2 separate regions of the Mus musculus genome follow, and region 2 is linked to region 1. A link is a contact called in public promoter capture Hi-C data. All regions are on one chromosome and are shown on one strand. Each heading gives the region's core, a stretch centred on a gene start, on an enhancer-like site or on the middle of the called end of the contact. The rest is flanking DNA. Distances are from core to core; before and after follow the strand shown.

What was found. Capture Hi-C pulls out chosen DNA fragments and counts their contacts.
Region 2: a promoter capture Hi-C map of adipose tissue shows a contact between it and region 1. The contact joins two enhancer-like sites. A contact is called at or near these places in 1 of 484 Hi-C or Micro-C datasets (muscle stem cells), 3 of 115 datasets of contacts at active chromatin or transcription factors (double positive thymocytes, embryonic stem cells and heart atrium) and 3 of 9 other capture datasets (adipose tissue, liver and pancreatic islet).

What each region holds. Positions count from the first base shown.
Region 1 is chr2:120,059,301-120,062,184 of GRCm38.p6, reverse strand. Sptbn5 (spectrin beta, non-erythrocytic 5) reads left to right here. Exons shown (of 67, transcript NM_001370938.1): 34 at 1-101; 35 at 393-593; 36 at 751-900; 37 at 1,328-1,432; 38 at 1,753-1,920; 39 at 2,397-2,546; 40 at 2,638-2,829. The region is part of intron 1 of Gm52559 (a long non-coding RNA gene); the gene reads right to left. Among named protein-coding and RNA genes, the nearest start is that of Gm52559, 10 kb to the right of the region's middle. Within about 2 kb of position 1,299, at least 30 of the 459 cell types and tissues checked have an H3K27ac peak or open chromatin away from gene starts, as enhancers often do. A contact at or near this core is called in adipose tissue, where this site is marked.
Region 2 is chr2:120,127,340-120,130,324 of GRCm38.p6, reverse strand. Ehd4 (EH-domain containing 4) reads left to right here. Exons shown (of 6, transcript NM_133838.4): 3 at 2,636-2,733. Among named protein-coding and RNA genes, the nearest start is that of Ehd4, 26 kb to the left of the region's middle. Within about 2 kb of position 1,539, at least 144 of the 459 cell types and tissues checked have an H3K27ac peak or open chromatin away from gene starts, as enhancers often do. A contact at or near this core is called in adipose tissue, where this site is marked.

The DNA of each region.
Region 1 (2,884 bases), core at 50-2,549:
AGCAAGCTGTGACCCAAGCTTGGGAGGCCCTCCAGCTGCGCATGGAGCAGCGCAAGGCTCAATTGGAACGAGGATATCTCCTGGTCCGGTTCCACACAGCGGTGAGGGCTTTCTTCCCTTGGGAGGGGTGCATGTGTGTACAGATGTGCACATGCACCGAGGCCCCCCCATTCTGGAGGGAAAATGTATCGGAAGGGGCAAGAGCAAGGGTCCGTGGCCCTGGGAGGGCTGGGATGGATGGTGGCAGAGAAACCAAGTGACAGGGACGTGTAGTCTTGCCACAAGCCCTGAGTCAGACAGCTTGATGTCTCTATATACGCACGGGTTCAGGCTGGCTGCAGTTGTTTGTCATCAGCCTCCTCTCAACGGCTCCTCTTGTCTTCTGGGGTCAGGTGAGGGACTATACCTCCTGGGCGGCCAGCGTGCATCAGGAGCTACAGATGGAGGAGGCCTCCTGGGAACCCCACAGCCTTTTGCTCAGGCTCAGAGCCCATCAATGGCTGTGGGCAGAACTGAAAGCCAAGGAGGAGCTGCAGCAACGGGCCACTAAGATGGGCCAGCAAGCTCTGCTGGCAGCAGGAACACCCGCTAAGGTGGGCATTTCCCCAAGCTCCCAGCCTACCCTGCCCTCCCTTAGGCTGCCTCCTTCCCACCCCCACCCCCTGTTGCTTCCATCAGTCTCTCCTCAAAGGTTTCTCTTGGGATCTATTAGTGCCCCTCCTCCACCCCGGCTTCCCACATCATCTTCAGGTCCAGGATGGGCTTCGAACCCTACAGGAGGAACGCGACCAAGTGTTCCAGGCCTGGGCACTCAAGCAAGAGAAGCTGCAGGCCATGCTTCAAGAACAGCACCTCCTCAGGCAATGCGGCCACCTAGTGGAGGTCCTCACAGCCCAGGAGGCAGGTCTTGCAGCCACAGCCACAGCCCTAATATTCCCTATCCTGATCCTCTTCCCTGCCTGACTGCTCCTCCCTTTCCTCCGGGGTCTTTGGCTTTTTTTTTTTTTTTTTGGACATGGAGCAAAAGGCTATGGGTGAGTCCTCCCGGGTGACTAGTGTAGATCACTAGGGTACCATGATGGTCTCTACTAGCACACCCAGGCCAGAGCTAACACTGCTTTTCCCCATGCAGCTGAGACCCATGGAGTTAAATAGATTGCACATAACCTCCACTTTGTCTTGCTGGCCTCCAACCTGGGCTCCAGTTCCTTTTACTGCTCCCATGCTTGCGTGCGTGTTCAGATCAGCGCTACTCAGGCCCCAGGGGTGTTGTCTCGGCTGTGCTGGCAGCCCTCAGAGCCTCTGACCTTTCCGTGGACTGATCTAGGCATTCCTAAAAGCCAGTGGCCTGGGGAGCTCAGTGGAAGAAGTGGAGCAGTTGATCCGAAAGCACGTGATCTTCCAGAAAGTGCTAGCTCTCCAGGACAAGAAGGTGACAGGCCTGAACATAGTTGCTGATGGGGGAGTGAGTCTTCAAGAAGGGTGTCGGTGGCTGGGGGTATGCTCAGAAACAGCACTGATTTGTCCGTAGAACTAGGGATAGAATTGTACATATGGCTCAAGAAAAGACTCAGGCTGGGGAGGTTCACACTGCAGGGACCCCTGGGGAGCATTTACTTATTCTCAGGTCACTGAAAGAAGATCAGTTTTGGCTATTTTCAGGGCCATTAGCCAGCCCTTAACCATGCAGAACTAAGGGAAAGTCGATAGTCAGGTTGCCAGAGTAGACCAGCAGGCTGTGTCTGTCCACAGGAGTCGGCTCTGAATGAGCAGCTAAAGACGATTTCAAGCCCTAAGGGGCAGAACCTGTTTTGCCACATGTTGGAGCACCGGGCTCAAGTGAAGGAACTGGCAGAGAGCCGGGGCCAGGCTCTGCACACCTCCCTGATGATAGGCAACTTTGTCAGGGCAGCAACCCAGGTCAGAGGACCATTCCCTGTCCATTGCCTATTACGTTGTACAGTTTGAGGTGACATTCACACCATAACACTGTAACAACATAACAACATAACACCATAAATGGCATTCCAAGGGCCAGGCTGGAGCCCAGAATATTTGATTGGCAGCCCCTTGGGCTAAGACTCATGTTTACCGAGCAGTAGCAGAGCCAAGACAAAGAAGAGCTATAGGCAGGGGAACACAGCTGTATGGGTTCCTGGAGCAAGGGGCTCACACCTCTGAAATGGACTCTCATTCAAGTTCCTGGCTCAGCCTGGCCAGAAGCATGGCTTCCGGAGCTAGAATGGTGGTTCTTGTTTATTAGATACTGCCAGCCCTGCCCTTGAGGCCAGTAGCCCACCCCCTGGAGTTTTCTGGTGGGGAGAAAGGGATGAAGGGGAAGGGGAGGCACTTCAGGATGGAGCATCATCATAGGATCTGTGCCCTACCCCCAACAGGCTGAGGACTGGATCCAGCAGCGGGTCCAGCAACTGAGAGCCTGGAGCCCTCTTGGGAATCTAAAGGATTATCTGAAGCACCTGAGGAAACACCAGGCCTTCAGGGCTGAGGTCCAGGCTCAGGAGCAGATCTTGACCTCTGTTGCCAAGGTGACTGCAGCCTCAGCCCAGCCTACTCCAAAGCACTGATGGTTGAGGTAAGAAGAAAGGTGCTGAGTGTGCCCTTACTCCTGTCTCCCAGCAAGGCGAAGAGCTCCTCAGTCAGAGCCACCCTCAAGCTGGAGAGGTCTCCCAGAGGCTGGAGGCCCTGCGGGACCTCTGGGAGAAGCTGAGGCAGGCAGTGACCCTGCAGGGCCAGGCCCTAGAGAACAGATACAACTTCCAGGAGTTCCTGCAGAGAGTGGACCTAGCAGAGACCTGGATCCAGGAGAAGGTGGGGGCTCCTCTGGATAGGGAATTTGGGGTCTGGGGACAAGAGCTAAAGAATT
Region 2 (2,985 bases), core at 290-2,789, 68 kb before region 1:
GTCCAGTGGAGATCTTGATCGTCTTCTTCTTTTACCTTGGGAGACAGAGTTCATCAGGTCGGTGGGAGGGACCTATGGGAAAACCAAGAGAGGTCTGAGATCTCTGCAGCACAGCAGCATTTTGTGTGAAATAGAGGCCAGGTGTCTGCACTGATTTAGTCACTCCAGGAAAGAGCAGGAAATCCATCTTGGGACAGCAAATCTCTGCTTGGAAATGTTCCAGCAAAAACTCCTGACCTGTCCTCCTGTGAGGGGTATGACAGATCTTGTCTTTCACCTTCCTCTCTCAGAATGGAAAGGTTAAGTGGCGATTGCCATGATAACTTTAGGGGTTCCTGATTACAGTAGAATGTGCTTTTAGGAACATGCCTAAATGTGTACACTTAACCTTGCAATACCTGCTGTGGCACCCTCAGTATCCAGTGCCTGCTTGTACTCTCTGCCCTCCTGCCCCTGCTCCACCTCATACAGTTTCTTTGACGGAATGGAGTCCGGTCCTGCACACGGCTTCAGCAGCCCCTTCTCCCGTGCCCCTGGAGCCCTGCTGGTCTCCTTTTTTGACAGTTGTCCTTCCTGCTGTGTGGAGATAGCTCAACAGTAGGCCTCTTGCTCTGTGGCTCACACAGCTGACCTGCTGACATGTTCTTGCTGTACATTCCAGGAGTGAGCGGTGCAGGAATAGTAAGTCCCTCTGTTAGCGTCTCACTAAAATCTAGGAATTTTGTGTTTTGGAAAAATTGATACTGAGTGTGAGCTTGTGGTTTGTAGAAACATCACCCTTCCTGTGGGAACAGTTTGTGTAAATAGTTTTACAAAGGTATGGCATGTTTAACATTGCCAGTTGTCTCCGGATAGACACAGTGTTCACCAAGTTGTGCTCAGAGCTCTGTTCCTCCCCCAGTTCTAGAGAGCAGATTGTCTCTGAGAACCTGACAAGCAGTGATTGGTGGCTCCTGTGTGTCCTGCTCATACTGTGCAGGTGGACTTAGGGCATGACAGGGGCCAGAGAAGAAGAGGAATAAAAGGTTTCTCTTACATATACTCGGCTTTATTTGTGGTGATATGGAGGTTAACTTTATGCACTGAGTTCTACTAATCTGACTTGGGAGATACTAGCTTGTAGTCTCCTGCCAGCCAAGCGTTATTGCAAGACCCCATGATGTCAAAACTGCTCCGTGCTTCAGAGTTACCTTGCTTTCATCTCGTGGGCTGATTTGGAAGTATAAAAAAGAATGTGTGACTATCTAGTTCTGAGCCTCTTAAAGGACAGTTCTCATGAGTGTCAGTGATGGCACCTTGGGCCTGAGTGTCCTCCCCTGCCCATGGTGGCTCTGGTCACAGCTGGGGGGGGGGGGGTGAGTCCGCCTTGTGCCTTGTCTTGCATTCCCAGCATACTTACTTTCTGAGTAATCCCCACCACTTCCACTGAATGGAAGAACTGAGCTGTTCCCAAGTGTTTTCAAGCCTCTGCCCACACAGATACAGAAGTCAGGCACTTTTAAAACAGGAAGAGGAGAGGCACTCTGTTTCCCCCTTAAAGCATACACAGACCCAACAAAGATCCAAACCAGGCTCAGTGCCTGGGGTGGAAGTAACAAGGCACTTCCTGCTATTACTCATTGCCTCACAATGGGAAAGCTCCCAAGGACAGGGCAGATTCTATCTAGTTTAGTTGTCTCCCTTTACATAGAAGGAAACTGAGGTCCACAGGGAAAGGCCTTTGTCTAAGGTCTCAGAAAATTATTGACAAAGGCTGAACAGATTCTAAGCCCAAGTCTGCTAGGGAACAAGTCAAAAATTTCCTTCCATCCCACTCTGCTTCCCAGTTGTTGGGCAGATAACTGGAAGCATAGCAACAGGGACCCTGGTCAGAAGGAAGAAGTGGCTGGTCAGAAGGAAGAGGTGGTAACAAGTGAGAGAGACCAGGAAAGAGGCTTGAAGATGGTCAGAACCTCTGTTGACCACATCTCCTCACCTATTCTCAGAGCTCCCTTAGGATTCCTAAGCATCTGAGGATGATGTTACCCAGAGGTACCTGACCTTTGCTGAGCTTGAAGCACAGTGTCCTTGGAGTACATGCTGAGTCATTGGGGCATCAGAAAGGGACACCAACCCTGGACATCTAGCTGTCACAGAGCAGTGGGATGGAACAAACTCAGATATTCTAGCTTAGGAGAAGTGTACCCTGAAGGAGGCAGCAGAAACTTAGGATGCTTGGACAAGGAGGTGGGAACAGGAGGCACATAGGGGTAGGAATCAGACTGAGTTTAAAGCTCAACTGTGAATGTCTCAGGTACTTAACCTTTGTGAGATTCATAGAAGGATGTTAATCTAGGGATCAAAGTAGGTAGTATTTGTAAAACACCCAAGTGTTTGATAAATAAACCGCAGTTAACACTAAGGGATCGAGTGGCAGGAAGAAATGGGTTGCAGCGCATCTTCCACACCTGTATGTGCAATGGCATTTGTTCTGTGACCCCAGTGAAGTTACCTTTAGTTTCCTCCAAGCCCCTGCTTTACAGTCCACTTCATAGGCATCTTTAGCGTCTGTCTAGCTTCTTTTTATAGACATCAGTGAGTAGAGAGCTTCTGAAAGGTCCAGTTTCTAGTCCCAACTTTGTTCTGTCTCTTCCAGATTCATGTGCTCACAGCTGCCCAACCAAGTTCTGAAGAGCATCAGCATCATCGACAGTCCTGGCATTCTGTCTGGGGAGAAGCAGCGCATAAGCCGAGGTCAGTGCTCCAGCTGCTCCTCCCACCCTCTCCAGAGTTGTCTGAGGCCCCTCAACTATGAGCAGAGCATTTCTACTCCCCTCCCATTCTTTCCATCCTCCAGGACAGTCACAGCCCAGGGCCTCCCACAGTATCCTAGGCAGCCAAAAAAGCCCCAAGAAGCAAGTGAGGAGGTATCATAGATTCTGTCATTTTAGCTAGTACCCAGCTCAGGTAAATCTCCAGCATTCAAGAGGGTTACTTGGTAACTGT